Regions from separate parts of the Oryctolagus cuniculus genome. Here region 2 is linked to region 1. The links are chromatin contacts, called in public Hi-C maps. All regions are on one chromosome and are shown on one strand. Each heading gives the region's core, a stretch centred on a gene start, on an enhancer-like site or on the middle of the called end of the contact. The rest is flanking DNA. Distances are from core to core; before and after follow the strand shown.

Evidence for each region. Hi-C and Micro-C count contacts between places; a contact is called where the count stands out from the background.
Region 2: a Hi-C map of embryonic fibroblasts shows a contact between it and region 1, with 3 times the contacts expected there. The contact joins two enhancer-like sites. A contact is called at or near these places in 4 of 6 Hi-C or Micro-C datasets (ear pinna, embryonic fibroblasts, psoas muscle and 1 more).

Annotation. Positions count from the first base shown.
Region 1 is chr10:20,439,503-20,445,052 of mOryCun1.1, reverse strand. No RefSeq gene overlaps it. Among named protein-coding and RNA genes, the nearest start is that of ATP8B1, 83 kb to the left of the region's middle. Within about 2 kb of position 2,147, at least 1 of the 8 cell types and tissues checked has an H3K27ac peak or open chromatin away from gene starts, as enhancers often do.
Region 2 is chr10:20,608,803-20,614,352 of mOryCun1.1, reverse strand. It overlaps ATP8B1 (ATPase phospholipid transporting 8B1), which reads right to left. Exons shown (of 28, transcript XM_002713627.5): 7 at 2,763-2,835; 8 at 2,571-2,641; 9 at 83-165. Among named protein-coding and RNA genes, the nearest start is that of ATP8B1, 86 kb to the right of the region's middle. Within about 2 kb of position 3,017, at least 1 of the 8 cell types and tissues checked has an H3K27ac peak or open chromatin away from gene starts, as enhancers often do.

The sequences.
Region 1 (5,550 bases), core at 898-3,397:
TCCAGAATTTCACAACGAGAAAATTCTCCCTCTGGGGTTAGCTTTGTCCTGGTCTCTACGGCTAAATAGAGAACGCAGAAGCCTCTGGAGGAACCAGATGTTAAAGCCCAGGAATCGTGAATAGCCTGGGTTCTGGGGAGAAGGTGAAAGCAGAAGGAGGCTCTGATAGAACAAAAAATACATTCAGTGTCTGCCCCCAGCTCCTGGCACACAGCTCCTGAAACCCTGCAAATTCCTGAGCAAGACGGGTGTTAGTGCAGCTTCTGTTCTCATATTTGGTCGTTGGCCCCGACTGCTGACACAGAGCCCCTCAGTCCTTGGGATTTTCTGGGCAGTAGCACCTGCTCTCGTGAGGGGACTCCACGGCTGCTCACTGGAAAGCCCAGGCCATGATCAGTGCCTTGCAACTTTCAGTTCCAACCTCCGGGAAGGGGTAAAGGGAGGAGGGTTCAGTTCAGAGTTGGCCATGACTTCATGTGAAGCCCGTGGAAAATCCCTGTGCTGCAGCCTTGAGAGTATCTCCAGGTTGCTGGACACTTGGAGGTGCTGGGTGGGTGGTGCACCCAGGGGGGACTGGGAGCACACCCTCCTCCCCCAGGCCTGGCCCTCTGTGTCTCTGCCCTCTGACTGCTCCTGCATCACGTTATACCCTTCTGCAACAAACAGGGGTCCTAGCAGGTGACGTGTTTCCCTGAGTTCTGTGAGCCATTCCAGCCAATGGGAACTGGGGGAACCTCTGAGTCACAGCCGGTTAGTTGGGAGTGCAGAGGACAACCTGGACTTGCAATTGGGGGGCAGCCTCATGGAACTGAACTTTCAACACGTGAGGTCTGCATGGATTTTAGGTAGATGGTGTTGGAACCGAACTGTAGGACACCCAGTTGGTACAGAGGACTTGAGCATTGCTTGGTGTGGGAAAACCAACACGTGTGGTGTTGGCACTGACATGTTGGAAGTAGAAAAGAAAGCCCAGTGAGCTTTTCCTAGGCAGAGGCTAAGAGGATACAAATCAGTAAAGAAAGGGGCAGGGCCGGCGCCGTGGCTCACTAGGCTAATCCTCTGCCTAGTGGCACTGGCACACCAGGTTCTAGTCCCGGTCGGGGCGCCGGATTCTGTCCCGGTTGCCCCTCTTCCAGGCCAGCTCTCTGCTGTGGCCAGGGAGTGCAGTGGAGGATGGCCCGAGTGCTTGGGCCCTGCACCCCATGGGAGACCAGGAGAAGCACCTGGCTCCTGGCTTCGGATCAGCGCAGTGCGCCGGCCGCAGCAGCCGTTGGAGAGTGAACCAATGGCAAAAGGAAGACCTTTCTCTCTGTCTCTCTCTCACTATCCACTCTGCCTGTCAAAAAGAAAAAAGAAAAAAAGAAAGGGGCAGGCAGCAGGCAAGCTCCAACTTCAATCACGTCTCGCACTTGCCCGGGGAACAAGCTTTCGGGAAGTGCACAGAAAGATGCAGTGGGTTGAACAGTGCCCCCCGCCCCCCCAAGCAATACAACCGCATCCTGATCCCTGAAAGCTGTGAGCATAACCCTGCTTGGAAAACAGGTCTGTGTGGATGCAAGTGAAGGGTCCTGAGATGACCCCATCCGGAGTTCTCCTGTGGGTTCAAAACCCCATGAGAGTGTCGGAAAGGTAAGGGGAGATTTCAGACAAAGAGGAGGAGACCCTCAAAGATGGAGGAGAGCTGAGGGCGATGCAACAAGGCAAAGGATACCGGAACTGGGAAACTGGAAGGGGTAAGGAGGGATTCTCACCGGCAGCTCCCAGAGGACTCCTGGTTTTGCCGGCGGCTTGATTCAGAACCTCTGGCCCCAGTGCTGTGAGGGAATCAGTCTTTCAAGGCACCCCGTATGTGCTACTTTGTCACAGCAGCCACTGACACTAACACAAGGTGCATTGTTGTGTCCCTGCGGAGCCCTTCTCAGAGTCTGAAGGATCTGCCCAGAGAAGGAGGAAGCCACATCTCAGCTGCCTGCCTGTGTCAGACCCGCGGGGAAAGAGTGAGGCTTAGTAAGCAGTGGACAAGCTTGAACACGTGATGGGGGAGTTAATCTGTCACTAGGTGAAGGATAATACCTGGGTGAGCAAGAAGCATCCTGAGCTCATAACAGACAAGGAGGCCTGACAGACCGAGAGCCTCACTGACAGGCCGGGCACCTACCCAGCAGCCCGAGGGGAGGGAATCCACCTGCAGCGGCGCCATCTTGGATCCCTGTGAGGCGGGAACTGGCCCAGCAGTCGCTCAGTGCACACGGCTGGGAGCCTGCCTGGGGCCTTCCTGTCTGCCTGAGGAGAGACTTTGTCTTCCCTGGCTCTCGGTTCCCAAAGCAGGCCAAAATGATGATGCTCCAGCTCAGAGAGTACTGCTGTGAGCTAATTAGTCATGGCTGTGACACATGAAACTTTTTTTATATCGTCCCCAGTGTGGTTTTTCATAGCATCATAAATACACAGACAACCCAAGAAGCTGTCGATGTGATGGTTTCCCTGCTTCTGCCAAATTAGCCTGGAATACGCCATGGTAACAGACAACACCCGAATCTCAGTGGCTTAACACAATAAAGGTTGCCATGGGCTGAGCTGTGTCCCCTCAAAAACCCTTGTGTTGCAGTCCTGACCCCCAGTACCTCAGAACAGGACCACATTTGGAGATGGAGTTGTTAAGAGGTAATTAAGTTAAAACGAGGTCGTTGGGCAGGCTCCTATCTAATGTGTGCCCATGTAAGAAGCGAAAACATGGGCCGGCGCCGCAGCTCACTAGGCTAATCCTCCGCCTTGCGGTGCCGGCACACCGGGTTCTAGTCCTGGTCAGGGTGCCGGATTCTGTCCCGGTTGCCCCTCTTCCAGGCCAGCTCTCTGCTGTGGCCCGGGAGTGCAGTGGAGGATGGCCCAAGTGCTTGGGTCCTGCACCCCATGGGAGACCAGGAGAAGTACCTGGCTCCTGCCATCGGATCAGCGCGGTGCGCCAGCCGCAGTGTCCATTGGAGGGTGAACCAACGGTGCGCCAGCCGCAGTGTCCATTGGAGGGTGAACCAACGGCAAAGGAAGACCTTTCTCTCTGTGTCTCTCTCTCTCTCACTGTCCACTCTGCCTGTCAAAAAAAAAAAAAAAAAGGCAAAAACATGGACACAGAGGCAGAGGAGGGTGATGTGATGTGAAGATACAGAGCGAAGGAGAACAAGGCAAGCCGAGGAGCAGCTGAGCTCTCCCTGCTGTTCAGAGGGAACCAGCACTGCCCACACTGACCTCGGATTTCTAACCTCCAGCCCAGGGAAGCAGAGAGTTGTTGGAGCCTCCTGTCCTGTGCTACTTAGCTGACAACAGCCCTAGCTCTGGCAACTAACTGGCTGGAGCGGGGATAGACCTCTGTCTGTTTTGGACACGGATCTCGCTCAGGTTCCCAAAACAGGATCATGTTCTAGGTTCCAGATCTTAATAAGTGCTTAGTATTTGTTAAAGTTTGTTGAATTGATACTATAAGGACATAATCAAGGTCCACGCTATATATCTGTGGCATGTGGATTTCTTCAAAGTCCTATCTTCAAATGATTTGTCTGCAATTCTAATTGTTAAGTGGGGGGAACTCTGCTGAGTCCTAGTGGAATGATGGTGCTGACCTTTTCCTTGTCTTGTAGCAGACGATCCAAGCTTATTGGGAGTCTCTGGTTATAAAGTAAGAAAAACTCAATCTGATCCAGTGTAGAGAAGAGGAGGACTTTTTTTAAGGAGTTGGACAATCAAGTCATGATAAGGGTAGGTCTTTCTGGGCTTCAGAAACAACTAGAATAGAGATTTGAGTGACACCAGGGCCACTCAATCTCTCTCTCCTCTTCTCCACCAGTCCCCCCTGTTCCTTCCATCTGTGCCTCCCCTTCACAGGAACTTCCTTCCCTCCCTACTAAATGTCCTACTGTGTGTTGGCTTCCTCTGTACTGCTGGGACCTGGCTACTGGATCCTTTCCTTAGCTCCACTTTGGAAAACCCTGGAGAAGCCTTTAGATGCAGTGGGGTGGGTGCTCCCTCTGGCCCAGCCAAGGGTGGCCAATAGACTGAATACCCTTGCCAGCTTGGTCAGATGTTTACTCTGACTCTTTTGGCTGCCGTTCCATTAACAGTGGCCAGGGGAAGAGCTGTGTGGCAGGGTGGCCAGTGGGCACTGTCTTTCAGTATTCATTGAAAGAGAATCTAGGACCCCACCACCACCAATTTGTGCTCACACACAGATAACCCTTTTTTCTTAGATTCCTGCTCCTGCCTCATAGTTGATTCCTTGACCACACATCATGGTCAATGCTCAGAATTACCCTTGTTGTATCTCATGCTGATCTCTGTCATGAAATCTCCTGAACTCCTACAAGTGCTCATTCTACCAGAAAGCCAGACCACCCTCCACAGGTCAGAGCCCATGCCCATCACAGGCTGGACAGGGTCTAGGACTGGGAGGGCACAGCCCAGCACCCAGAAGACCTTGACCTTGATCCAGAGCCCTGGAGCAGACACCTGGGCACGAACCATCACTTGATCTCACCTCTTCAGCTGGAACCTATAGTCTGAAGTCAGTCCTAATTACACCCTTGATGAATTTTCTCATCATTCTCCCTTCTTTCCCTTGGGTACACTTGTCACAGCTGAATCCAAGCTTTACTGTGCACAGGGTGGTTTATGTCCCTGCCCCCACCCCTGCTCACCACTTAGCATAAGGGCAGGCTTTTCCTCATACCATATACCCAACATCTAATACATTACCTGGAATAGATCAGGCACTCAAGTGAAATGAGGAATGAATACGTGAACAGGCCACTGAGTAACCAGGGCCTGCAGAAGTATAGCAGGGGGATCTGAACTAGAGAAGGAGTTGGGAAAGGCATCCCTAAGGATGACACTGAGATGGGGACCTGATACTTTGATGAGAAGCATCTGGAAGAGACAGGCACAAGTCTCCAAGTAGCCGGGAGCAGCAAGGGGTAAGTCCCCTGGGCAGAGAAATGATAGTATTCAGACCTAGAATTTGACTCTCCAGACACCCTATTGCAGCCAGTAGCGTCCCTGGCTTGGTTCTGTTTGGAGAGATTTTAGTAGATTAATGGTTTTTCTGCTCCAATGTGGTTAAAATTATCACTCAAATGCTTGCACCACATCAGAAGATTCTTAATATTTAATATTCCATTGACTCTCAGGAGGAAACTAAAATTGCCTATTAGTCACTTGGTAGCTGGTACCAAACAATGACGGCCAGCCCGTGTGCGTGTGTGTGTGTGTGTGTGTGTAGGGTGGATAACCAGAAATGCAGAATGGCTTAGAAGTGTTGAGAAAATAAACAAGTCAAAAGATTAGGAAGGAAGAAAAGCAATGAGTCATTTGTTTGAATTATTTGATTGATTCAGAATAGACTAAACACCACACATGGGTAGAGTTGATGCTCTTAAAACCCCAAAGAAAGCCCTGTATCCATTGTGCTAATTCACAATATGCAACTGCCTAAACCAAAATTGCAGCTCTGCTGTTCTTGGTACAGCCAAAGCCAGAGATGAACCAAAAGCAGCTACCACCTAC
Region 2 (5,550 bases), core at 1,768-4,267, 170 kb before region 1:
AATCCACATAATCAATTGGATGGAATCTTTCTGGCTTTAATCAAATAGGGACAAGATCAAACTAGGGGTGTTTTATACAAACCATCAAATGTTGCCAATGTATCTTCTCTTTGGAGGTACTGGTCTGTGATTTCAAGTGCCATTTTGAACTTTAAATTGGTTTCCCTAAAGGAAGAGGAAACAAAAATTAAATGAGCAAATTTTGGAGTTTAAGTTGGAACACAGGAGTAGGCACTGTAGCACAGTGGGCTGATCAACCACTTGGGACACCCACAAGGGTGCCTGGGATGGAGTCTGGACTCCACTTCTGATCCAACGTCCTGCTAATGTGCCCGGAAGGCAGCAGGGATGGCCTACATACTCGGGTTCCTGATAGCCATGGAAGAGACCTGCATGGGCTTCTGGGTTCCTGGCTTCAGCCCTGGTATTGTGGGCATTTAGGGAGTGAACCAGCAGATGGGAAATCTCTCTCTGCACGTGTGCGCGTGCGTGTGTGTGTGTGTGTGTCTTACTAATAAATAAATAAAACTTTTAAATAAAAGGAGTATAAAGGAACTCACACAAAGTAACATTAGGTATATCTGAAATTCAAGTCTTTAAAAATTAGCTTTTTCTATTTTCAAACTCCGTTCACCTTGGAACTATAGGTTTGGATGAATTTATCTCCTGAACTAGGAAAAAAATCCCTGAATGGGAGATGTCAGTGCCCTCTGCTGTTGACTACTGTGACAGTAGGGACGGGCCACCCACGGGCCTCCTCCCCACTGGCACCCTACCCCAACTGGAGCTACCAAGCCAATATTTGGAAATACACCTTTTTAAAATTTTTTTTATTTTATTTTTGACAGGCAGAGTGGACAGTGAGAGAGAAAGACAGAGAGAAAGGTCTTCCTTTTTTCCGTTGGTTCACCCTCCAATGGCTGGCACACCGTGCTGATCCGAAGCCAGGAGCCAGGTGCTTCTCCTGGTCTCCCATGCGGGTACATGGCCCAAGCACTTGGGCCATCCTCCACTGCCCTCCTGGGCCACAGCAGAGAGCTGGCCTGGAAGAGGGGCAACCGGGACAGAATCCGGCGCCCCGACCGGAACTAGAACCCGGGGTGCCGGTGCCGCAGGCAGAGGATTAGTCTATTGATTTGCGGCACCAGCCAGAAATACACCTTCTAATGTTTAATCACTAAAATGATTCTATAAGACATATTTAATACAGGCATTCTGTTTTGCCTATTGTCAACTTATTATTTTCCAGTGCAAACAACAGGATCTCAGGTCTGAAAGACAATTTTATGGGACTGGCACTGTGGTGTAGCAGGAAAAGGTGCAGCCCGCAGTACCGGCATCCAATACAGGTGCCAGTTGTGTCCCAGTTGTTCCACTTCCAATCTAGCTCCTTGCTAATGCACCTGAGAAAGCAGCAGAAGACGGCCCAAGTCCTTGGGCCCCTGCACCCATGTGGGAGAACTGGAAGAAGCTCTTGGTTCCTGGCTTTGGGTTGGCCCAGCTCTGGCCATTGTGGCCGTTTGGGGAGTGAATCAGCAGATGGAAGATCTGTCTCTCTCACTGCAACTCTGTCTTATAAATAATCTTTTTTTTTTTTTTTAAAGATGATTCTATTTGGGAAGGAAGTGGCAGCTTCAGCCCTGGTATGTGGCATGGCTCAGCCACCTGTGCTGGGCATGCAGGGGCAGGCAGGGACACACTCTCCCAAGGACAGCCTTTGACAGGCTCCACAAACACCCACTCGGGAAGTCCCATGATCTGAGGAGTTCTGACAGGCATGTGAGGATTTCCTATCTTTGTGAAGCCACAGACTGTCTCACTGATGGCAATGATAGCTGTCTTATACTTGAGATCGAGTCATCAGCAGGTGGCTCCCTAGGCAGGCAAGACCTTGCTTTCACCTACATGGTTTCAGCTGTCTGCCCAGCAGCAGGTGCAAGTGTGGCGTGCAGGAAGCAGAACAGGGAGCAGGGTCCTGCCCGCCTCTTACTGGGGATCGTGGGCAGGCAGCTGCACCTGCAGGGCGCCCTCTCCTCCTGGGCCATGTTGAGGTAGAAACAACACTTGCTGCATGATATTTTCAGAAGATTTAAATAAACTAACACGTAAAGGGTCTACCATTTCAGAAGCACTCAATCGATGTGTTGAGAACTGGTCAAAACCAGAATCTTATCCTTGCTTTGCCGGTAGCATAATAACCAAAACCAACAAAGAAACAATGTAAAATTGCCTACTGGCAAAGACCTGAAAATCTGCTCTGTTCTGTGAAGCAGACAATAGGATCGTCAGTCATTCTTGCTGCTTTGTAGTTATTCCAAGTGGTTTGGAGCAGGCTCCAGCCTACACCCTCCTGATTGATCTTGCACCTTCCCAGAGAGGCGCAGAAAGGCAAGCTTAAGCACTCCCTGTGATGGAAGGGGAAGTCAGTCACCCAGACACCACTGGGCAGCCGCCAGGGGGCAGAGGCAAGGGTGGATCTCAGGGCTTCTTGTCTGGAGTGAGCAGATTTCAACATCATGAATGCTCCTACAAAGGCCGGCTTTCAAACGGGCTTTCAGAGACACACTCACCCGTCCAGTTCCGCTGTTTCCACGTAGCAGAGGCTGTTGGGCTCAGAGCTGGACAGCAGCAGAATGTCAGCCTGTGCAAGACAGAACACACCAGTAACACAGAGACCCCTGGGGCCAGCCGGGCACGGGGCCAGCCGGGCACTGGGCCAGGGGGAGGACGAGGAGTGGAAGAGGTGGCGCTTGTGCACTTACGGGAACAAAATCATTCTTTTTCAGGCGGATGACGTCTCCAACTTGAATATCTTTCCACTTGGCAACTTTGAACCTAAGTATTACAAGTAATAATAGTTGTTTGGTTTTTAAAAGCATTTATTTATTTTCATCTACTTGAAAGGTAGAGTCACACACACACACACACACACACAGATTGATTGGTTCACTTTTCTGGCTCACTCCCCAAATGTCTGCAGCAGCCAAGGCTGGGCCAAGCTGAAACCAGGAGCCCGGAACTCCATCCAGGTCTCCCATGTGGGTGGCAGAAGATCGAACGCTTGAGCCATAATCTGCATTAGTAGGAAGTTGAATTGGAAGTGGAGTAGCCGGGACTCAAACCGGGCACTCCAATATGGGAGTAGGTTAAGCTATGCCTTAACCTACAATGCCCACCCCTTGAATGTTTTTCTAAGTTACAGGTCAGAGAATGATTGTTCTTTATGGTTGTCAAAGATTCTGGAAAATGTGTAAGTCACAGGGAAAAATTTGCTCTAAGTTCACTGTTTTTCCTTTTAATAATGGAACTTTATTAAGTGGTTATAATAATCATAATTTCTGGGGCCAGCACTGTGGCATAGTGGGTAAAGCTGCTGCCTGCAGTGCCAGCATCTCACATGGGCACCGATTGGAGTCCCAGCTGCTCCACTTCCTATCCAGCTCTCTCCTACGGCCTGGGAAATCAGTAGAAGATGGCCCAAGTCCTTGGACCCCTGCACCTATGTGAGAGACCCAGAAGAAGCTCCTGGCTCCTGGTTTTGAATCAACACAGCTCCAGCTATTACAGCAAACCGGGGAGTGAACTAGCAGATGGAAGACCTCTCTCTCTCTCTGCCTCTCCTCTCTTTGTAATTCTGACTTTCAAATAAATAATATTTTACAAAAAAGAATCATGATTCCTTAGCAACAATGACAGCAATGATATTTAAAAAGGTGTTTTTTTGGGCCGGCGCCGCGGCTCACTAGGCTAATCCTCCGCCTAGCGGCGCCGGCACACCGGGTTCTAGTCCCGGTCGGGGCGCCGGATTCTGTCCCGGTTGCCCCTCTTCCAGGCCAGCTCTCTGCTGTGGCCAGGGAGTGCAGTGGAGGATGGCCCAGGTGCTTGGGCCCTGCACCCCATGGGAGACCAGGAAAAGCACCAGGCTCCTGGCTCCTGCCATCGGATCAGCGCGGTGCGCCGGCCGCAGCGCACCGGCCGCGGCGGCCATTGGAGGGTGAACCAACGGCAAAGGAAGACCTTTCTCTCTGTCTCTCTCTCTCACTGTCCACTCTGCCTGTCAAAAATAAAAAAAAAAATAAAAAAAAATTAAAAAAAAAGGTGTGTTTTTTTTTTTCAATTGACACACAATATGAGAAAACTTCAAAAACTTTACGGAAAACAGAATTAAAAGATGTTTACTGGGACCAGTGCTGTGATTTACCGAGTAAAGCTGCCTCCTGCTGCGCAAGCACCCCCCCTCCCCCCATAAGGGCGCTGGTTCGTGTCTCAGTTGCTCCACTTCGGGTCCAGCTCCCTGCTAATGTGCCTGAGAAAGCAGTGGAAGATGGCCCAAGAGCTAGGGCCCCTGCACCCGTGTAAGAGACCTGGAAGAAGCTCCTGGCTCTTGCCTTTGGATAGACACAGCTCTGGCCATTTGGGGAGTGAATCAGCAGATGGAAGATCTGCCTTTCTCTTTAAATTCCAAATAAATAAATTAATTTTATTCGGGAAGGAAGTGGCAGCCTCAGCCCTGGTATGTGGCATGGCTCAGCCACTGTGCTGGGCATGCAGGGGCAGGCAGGGACACACTCTCCCAAGGACGGCCTTTGACAGGCCCCACAAACACCCACTCGGGAAGTCCCATGAACTGGGGAGTTGGCCTGTGGTTCAAGTTCACTGTTCTGTTCTGACAGGCTCCTGGCTTCAGCCTGGCCCAGCTCTGGCCATTGCAACCATCTGGGGAGTGAACCAGCAGATGGAAGACCTCTCTCTGTGTCTCTTCTCCTATCTCTAGCTCTGACTTTCAAATAAATAAATAAAATCTAAGCAAAAATACAGGTTTATTTTAGTGCAAAAAATTTGAAATGCATGCATTGTAGTGTTCTCAAAAAGTTCATAGAAAAATGCATGTTATGAAAAAAACTATGTTTGGATTTCAAATTTTGTTGTACCAAAATTAATGTTATCTTAATTCCATTTGTCTCCCATTCATTTATGAACAAAATAGATTTAAAATATCTGCTTGTGCTCCAGTTTCTCCTATAAGAATTTAGCACACAATTCTGAACCCCAGGATTAAAAAAAATTGGCTTATTTTTTCAATAAAAGACATTGTAGCTGTTTTGCATTTCAGTACCTCTAAAATTGTCAATTAGGAATTTGTGCGTGAGTTTCACATTGCAAATGGATGAGTCAACCCTTTCTCGTCATAGCTTTTTGGGGGTACTGTGACATTCCAACGTCCCTGAGAAGGTCCTCTGTGTCCTGCCCCACTGATGGCCAAGCTCTAAATGGTCTGATCCACCATAGGGTTGCTGGGGCCACAGCCCTGCGGGACATGGACCCCAACTCCCAAATCCAAGGCAACTCAAACCAGTCTTCTTTGGCTAGGTCAGCCACTTGGAGGCTAAACCGAGCCTCCCACCACCAGTCACAGTGTTGAGTAAATGAGAGGAAAGTGGCCTCTGGAATAGAAGCCATTCACCTGCAAGGGAAAAAGCCTTGCAAATAGATATTTATAGGTTGGTGCCATTTATTTATGCATTAGACACTGGGGGAAGTGTGACAGTA